Linked DNA regions of Mus musculus: region 2 is linked to region 1. A link is a contact called in public promoter capture Hi-C data. All regions are on one chromosome and are shown on one strand. The core of a region is the stretch at or near the end of the contact, and the rest is flanking DNA. Distances in the headings are between cores, read along the strand shown. Region 1 overlaps Eif2b3 (eukaryotic translation initiation factor 2B, subunit 3). Region 2 overlaps Armh1 (armadillo-like helical domain containing 1).

Region 1 (3,934 bases), core at 1,069-3,568:
GCTGGAGAAGCAGAAACAGGAGGCTCTCTGGGGCTGGCTGGCCAGCTCCTCTAGCTGAATCACAGAGCCGCAGGCTCAACAAAGATTCTGTCTAAAACACAAGGTGGAGTGATTGTGGAAGAGGTCTAACATTGACCTCTGGCCACGAAATGCAGGTGCAAAAACACAGGAACACAGATAACGCACGCATGCACACACATCACAAATATTCACGTTAGCATCTATACAGTGTGTATTTCTTTTTTTGTGTGTGTGTGTCTTTTGGTGGTATTTTTGGTTTTGTTTTGTTTTGTTTTGTTATTTTGTTTTTCGAAACAGGGTTTCTCTGTGTAGCCCTGGCTGTCCTGGAACTCACTCTGTAGACCAGGCTGGCCTCCAACTCAGAAATCTGCCTGCCTCTGCCTCCCCAGTGCTGGGATTAAAGGCGTGCGCCATCACACCTGGCGGTGTTTGGTTTTTGTTTTGTTTTGTTTTTGTTTTTTGAGACAGGGTTTCTCTGTGTAGCCCTGACTGTCCTGGAACTTGTTCTATAGACCGTCCAGGCTGGTCTCAAACTCAGAGATTCACCTGATTCTGCCTCTAAGCGCTGGGATCAAAGGTGTGCGCCACTGCCACCTGGTCAGCGTGTATATCTAAAGACATGTAGACGCAGAAGAAACAGAGTATAACAATTAAGAGCTGGGCTTCTAAAGGTAGTCCATGAGGTATGAATCTCATATATTTTATATATTTATAATCATAAATAAATATCTTTATATGTACATTAATTAAACCCTCTATTCTTCAGTTAAATAGGACTAATAGTCGTTAATACATAGGTTTGTTATGATTATATGAGTTAACATATGTAAAGAATTTATAATAGTATTATCGACCAAGCTATTAAAATATTTAAGTTGCCATAGACACACACCTTTAATGCCAGCACTTTGGAGGTAGAGGCAGGTGAGTTCAAGACCAGCCTAGTCTAGAATAAATTCCAGGATAGCCAGAGCTACACAGTGAGACCCTGTCTTGGAGGAAAAAAAAAACACCCCAAACAAACAAAAATTTAAGTTAAAAAATGAAGGGCTAGGGCTGGTGAGATGGCTCAGTGGGTAAGAGCACCTGACTGCTTTTCCGAAGGTCCGAAGTTCAAATCCCAGCAACCACATGGTGGTTCACAACCACCCGTAATGAGATCTGACTCCCTCTTCTGGAGTGTCTGAAGACAGCTACAGTGTACTTACATGTAATCAATCAATCAATCAATCAATCAATCTTTAAAAAAAAAAATGAAGGGCTGGAGAGATGGCTCAGCGGTTAAGGGACTGCTCTTCCAGAGGTCCTGAGATGGTGGCTCACAACCATCTGTAATGGAATCCGATGCCCTCGTCTGGTGTGTCTGAAGACAGCTGCAGTGTACTCATATTAAAAAAAAAATCTCTTGAAAAAAAAATAAAACAAATTCTTACTCTTATGCTCAATGGATCAAGTGCTTTTATGCAAGCACGAGGACTTGAGTTTGGATCAATCCTCAGTATCCACATAAAAACTGGGGAAGGTAGCATGTGTGTCTCTACCTCCTGCACTGGGTGTGGAGGCAAAGACAAAGAGATCCCAGTCTAGCAGAAATAGCAGGTTCAGGTACAGTGAGGACCATGCCTTAAAGGGGGGATGGGCAGGGGAAGACACATGATGTTAACTTCTGGCCTTTACACAAGTACATGTGTGCAAGTAACTGACATACACATACATAACTCAATATATAACCGAGGCTGGACTTGAACTCATGACTGTCCTGTCTCAGCCTCTGGAGAGATGGGATTACAGCTGCATACTACCATACCTGGTATGCTTCACTGTTAGCTGTAGCTGTTTGTTTATCTACAAAAAAGTGTTAGTTGTGTAACATTTAGCTCTGGTGGTTGAAGCACTTGAGACCATCAATCACATGGTAGCTGGCCATTTCATCATATGCAGTGTTTGAATCTGAACGAGGGAAAAATTATACAGTTCTTTCCAAAAATCAAAATTAGTGAAATCCATAGGAAAAGCAAATATGGTCAATTTGAAGCTAAATTCTGAAGAGAACTCCAAATGGCACACACACAGCTCTGAAATATATTAATTCATCCATTACATGACAATTTGAGACTGTAGAAAAGTTTGTGACTGTCTAATTATGAGCTATCAACTTAATAGAGTTCTGGATCTAACTTGGAGTGTTTAACATATCAGTTCTTAGGCTCACAAAAACCTTGAATCACTTGAATGTCCTGAGAGCAATAATTTCCAGCCAGGCAATTTTTGGCTCTGTTGCTACATGGCCTTCCTCCCTGTATTGTTTCTTTATTGTTGCCACAGTAACTGGAAACTCTGACTAAAGATTACAGGCTCTTGGAGAGGCTTCTTTTCTGTCTTGCTTTATCGAAGTGAATTCCACTTGGGAGCAGAACGGGTAACCAGAATGTCTACCCATGAAGCAAGACTGCACAAACAAGGCCGAGAAAACAAATAAGACTGTGAACTTTGATTTCTCAAAAATTATGTCACATTCAAATATTCCTACTTGATTTTTACTTCTCTGATTGACGTTTCTATCTTTTCTACAGTTTTTATTCATTCCAAGAGTAAAACTGTACTCCTACTCCATAAAAAGTGTTACACTTGGGCGTTCAAAATTCTAACCCATTTTATGAAGTTAGCATGATCCTGATGCCAAAACCAGACGATAGGATAAATATTTACTCATTATACAGACACAAACAAGCTATACAAATTAAAAACAAATCAAAATTATACGAGTAGGAGCAATGGCACAGACAAGTAATAATGTCTGTATGGAGACAGGGTAGGGGGCTACAGCAACTTCAAGGCCAGCCCTACCTACACAGTGAGTTCCAGGGCAGCCAGCAAAACACACTAACCCTGTCCCAAACAACAGAAAACTCAAGCAGGACAGTGGTGACACACACCTTTAATCCCAGCAGTTGGGAGGCAGAGGCAGGCGGATTTCTGAGTTTGAGGCCAGCTACACAGAGAAACCCTGTCTCGAAAAACAACAACAACAAAACAACAGAAAACCCTACTTAAAAACCAGACTAGCCAGGTGCTGGTGGTGCACACCTTTGATCCCGGCACTTGGGAGGCTAAGGCAGGTGGACCACTGTGAGTTTGAGGCCAGCCTGGTCTACAGAGTGAGTTCCAGGACAGCCATGGCAGACTGTTTAAGACAGGGTTTCTTTGTGTAACCCTGGTTGTCCTGGAACTCTCTCTAGACCAGGCTGGCCTGGAACTCAAGTGATCCCCTTGACTCTGCCTCTCAAATGCTAAGATTAAAGGCATGAGCCACTACTGCAAGGCAGTAACTAGCTCTGACTAAAGGAGGATAGCTGACACTAATGCTGCAGAGACATTTGTAGCTTCTGTTTCCACTCTCACAGAACCTGCTGTTTGCAAACAAGTCACGGTCAGGCTCCTGGATGATGAACTAAATCAAGGAGAAGCCCAGCTCTCGAAGCTGAGCACCCAGATATCTTTCTCAGTCCTGGGATGGATGGTGGCCTCTGAGTTAAGAATGATAGCTGTGGTCACAGCAACACCACAGCCTCTTCCAGAATATTAGAACCAGGCACCTGAAAGCCTGAACAGGCCATTAGAGAAGATGGTAGATGAAGGCTCCTATGGTGCAATGGAGAGAGAGAGCACCTGGGCTTTGAATCTATAGACAATGGCAGATCTGATATTGAAGCAATGCTTGAGGCTCCTTAGAAAAGGAAAACATACTAAGCAATTCTAAGTCTGAAGAACACAGCAAGAGGAGGTAGGGGCCAAGAGCAGAGACTACCAGCGACAGAGAGGTAAAGTAGGGAACAAGGCAAAGCACAGGCAGGCGGATCTCTGCCTCATTAATTAATTAATTAACTAACTAATTGAAGCAAAGTAGAAATTA
Region 2 (3,613 bases), core at 335-2,834, 170 kb before region 1:
ACAAAGTAAGATTCTGTCTTCAAACAAACAAACTGGTAAGATCAGTAATTCAAGTTCATACTTAGCTACATAGTAAGCTTGAGTATAGTCTAGCTACAGGAGACTTCAGAGAGAGAGAGAGAGACAGAGAACATGTCACCATAACTCCTGGGTCATCAGCACATATGTCACATCCATAGCTTATGTTTATACTTTATCGATTTTCTTTATTGTTTAAAAATAACAATAATAACAAGCTGGGTTTGGTGGCACACAACTTTAATCCCAGCACTCAGGAGATCTCTGTGAATTCTAGAACAGCATAGTCCATGTAGCATGCTCCAAGACAACAAGGACTATAAAGATAGACCCTGTCACAAATAAGTAAGTAAATAAGTAAACAAACAAATACAATAACAATACTGATAATATATTTTTTGTTTGCATTTTGGAGACAGATTCTTGCTGCATTATCCAGGATAGCCTTGATCCCCAGCACTTAACCAACCCACTTATCTCAGCTTCTCTCAGCTGAGTCTGGCTAGACTTTAAAGTTGTGTGTGTGTGTGTGTGTGTGTGTGTGTGTGTGTGTGTGTGTGTGCACTCGCACACATGTGCATGGAGGTCAGAAAATGACATCAGAGGTCTTCCTTAGCCACTCTGTTTACATGTTAATGTCTCTAGCTGAACCTGTAACTCACCAATGTGATGAGCTGGGCTAACCAGCTTGCCCCTGGGATCTCTGTCTCTAGTTCCCTAGTGCTAAGAGTGCAACCCAGCCACAGTGCTAGCCCAGTTTACCTGGGTGCTGGGGACATGAACTCCAGTTCTCAAGCTTGCTTAACAAGTGTGTTAATGCCGGGCAGTGGTGGCCCACGCCTTTAATCCCAGCACTCGGGAGGCAGAGGCAGGTGGATTTCTGAGTTCGAGGCCAGCCTGGTGTACAGAGTGAGTTCCAGGACAGCCAGGGCTACACAGAGAAACCCTGTCAAAAAAAAACAAAACAAAACAAAACAACAACAAAAAAAAGTGTGTTAACTGCTGAGCCTCTCCTGCCTTATTTATTTATTTGGGAGGGGGTGTGCATGCCACAGGGATGGCAAGGTTGGGGGATAACTAGCAGAACTTTTCTCCTTCCACCATGCAACCCTGGGATCCTACTCAGTTGATGAGGCTTGGTTTCAAGTGTCTTTGTCCACTGAACCATCTCATCAGTCCTCCTCAGCTCTTAAAAAGCAATTCTCTGAAAGTATTTTTATCTGGGCATGATGGCATGTGTCTGTAACCGCCGACGATGGAGGCGGTAGCAGGAGGACTGCCACAAAATGAAGGCCAGTTTGATCTAACAGTGAAGGCTCCATGTCTAATAATTAATCCATCTATTTTTAGTGTTTCAGCATTGGTCTTTGAATACGGTGTAATTAAAAATGTATGAGTTAATCTATTTTTAGTGCTTCAACATTAGTATTTGAATAGAATGTAGTTAAAAGGGCAGCAGAACACTCAGGAATCAGAGAGCATGTGACTGGTCAAGTACAGCCTGCAAGGATATTCCAGTAGAAAAGAAAGAAAATTTATGCTGAAGCGTGCTTCCTCTGTGCAGCCAGCAGGTGGCAGTCTCGTCCAGAAGTGCACAGTAAACCGGTTTCCCAAGACTCTAGCAGCAAAGACATGGGTGGGCACCGTGGAAGTGACTGCATGTGTACACCAGCTTTAGATTTAGTCTGTTCGCTGTCAAGGCATGATCATCTTCATCTGTAAAATGATTTATAGACAGAGTAACAGAAAAAAAAAACTCTGTAGAATCCTACAGAGTATGAGGCTGAAGGGAGGTGCTGGTTAACTGAACTTTATGTAGAGGCATTCAGGCTTCCAGTTATGGAGGAAAAGGAAGTGGCTGCTCTTTATGGAAGGTTGCTGGGAGGAGGCACAAAAGGATTTCCGGTTACACAAAGTCCCTAGTCAAAAACCACCTGTGATGCAATCTGTCTGGGCAAGTGTCGGACCCCAACCTCTTCTGTCATGAAAAGATCTTCCCTAAGCAAAAAGGAGGGTACGTCATAGAAAAGCCTGTGCATAGCCACGAGCTGGCTAAGACAGATTTCCTTCATAATGTCAGCCCCTTTAAGAGAAGGGCGGCCTTCCAGACCTGTTCCTATCTACAAGAGGCCGTACAGTTTCTCTGATAACCAACTCTGATGCTGGGCATGGTGGCACATACCTTTATTCCCAGCACTCAGGAGGCAGAGGCAGGTGGATCTCTATGAGTTCAAGGCCAGCCTGGACTACATAGTTAGTTAGTTCTAGGCTATCTGGGACTATGTAGAAAGATCCTGTCTCAAAAAAACAAAAACAAAAACAAAAAAAACCCAAACAAACAAAAAAACAAAACAACAACAACAAAAAAAACAGTAGCAAAAAGCAATTCTAAAATGCCAAAGCCAAACACACACACACCTGGGATGGAATATTTTATTCTCCCGCACACACGGGATATCCAAGTGCTGGACCACTTATTTTGTTCCTTTGTTTTGTTTCGAGACAGGATTTCTCCATGTAGCCCTGGCTGTTCTGGAACTCACTCTGTAGACCAGGCTGACTTTGAACTCAGAGATCTGCCTGCCTCTGCCTCCCAAGGCAGAGGTCAAAGGCGTGCGCCACCACCAACTTTGGTTACTTGGCCACTTGTAAGGTCCTTTTGCCACAGGAACATTAACCCTGGTAGAAGCTTTCCTGCTCACTGGCCCCCTAACAAGGCCACTTGCCCTCAACTTCTTCATCTGTTCAGAGGGATCAGCAGGAAAGCACGAGGCATCCTGGTGCAGACAAGGGTGAGTTGTTTTGCTTTGGTTTTTTTAGACAGAGTCTTAGACAGCTTAGACTGGCCTCAAACTCTATATGAAGTAAGCAGTGGCCCTCCAGCTCCCGAGTGTTGCTCTTATAGGCACGTGCTGCCTCATCCAGCTTCAGGCTGTGGGCTTTCTGGACTTGAGATATGACTCTTTCCTCTTGAACTAAGTGTCCATGGCATCCACCTTACATCTGCTGATCACTGCCCCCTCTATCTCCTCAGCACAGGTCCTGTAGCGAGCGCATGCCCCATCCGGGTTGGCCAAGGGGTGGGGATGAGTCCGTAAAGTGCTTGCTCAGAGAGCAAATGTCTCAGCAGAGAGGCAGGGCCCTGCTTCTCTCTCTTTGGGTATAACCAGTGACAGCTGCGAACACAAAACACAGAACTGGCTGGGTGAGAAAAATCTTCATTTGTCCCAGGAGCTTCGAGCATTCTAGTTACATAACCAATGGAAGATGAAGCATTCAGTTTAAAGTGGGTTGGCAGAAGTAAATATTTATCTCCTGGAATATCTGACTACGTTGCAGAACCTGCTGCTCCCAGCCAGGAATTTATCATAAACATATCTTCTTACACTCCTTTGGAGCCTGGGCATCCACCCAGTCACTTCTCTTCACATCTCAGGCATAGACATATTTCCCAGGGTGCACTGGCATCGCTGTGGCATCCTGCTCTAGCTGGCAAAGTGACTCACAATCCAATAAAAGGAGTCAAAGCGTTCAGACCCAAACGCATCCCCATCAACCCAGCAGCAGAGCAAGTAAGAAACATTGGAGAGTCTGG

Evidence for each region. Capture Hi-C pulls out chosen DNA fragments and counts their contacts.
Region 2: a contact with region 1 is called in a promoter capture Hi-C map of adipose tissue. The contact joins two enhancer-like sites. A contact is called at or near these places in 2 of 115 datasets of contacts at active chromatin or transcription factors (embryonic stem cells and memory CD8 T cells) and 2 of 9 other capture datasets (adipose tissue and liver).

Annotation. Positions count from the first base shown.
Region 1 is chr4:117,047,460-117,051,393 of GRCm38.p6, reverse strand. The region is part of intron 4 of Eif2b3 (eukaryotic translation initiation factor 2B, subunit 3); the gene reads right to left. Among named protein-coding and RNA genes, the nearest start is that of Eif2b3, 30 kb to the right of the region's middle. Within about 2 kb of position 2,318, at least 30 of the 459 cell types and tissues checked have an H3K27ac peak or open chromatin away from gene starts, as enhancers often do. A contact at or near this core is called in adipose tissue, where this site is marked.
Region 2 is chr4:117,217,027-117,220,639 of GRCm38.p6, reverse strand. All of the region lies in intron 7 of Armh1 (armadillo-like helical domain containing 1), which reads left to right. Among named protein-coding and RNA genes, the nearest start is that of Gm23287, 8.0 kb to the right of the region's middle. Within about 2 kb of position 1,584, at least 48 of the 459 cell types and tissues checked have an H3K27ac peak or open chromatin away from gene starts, as enhancers often do. A contact at or near this core is called in adipose tissue, where this site is marked.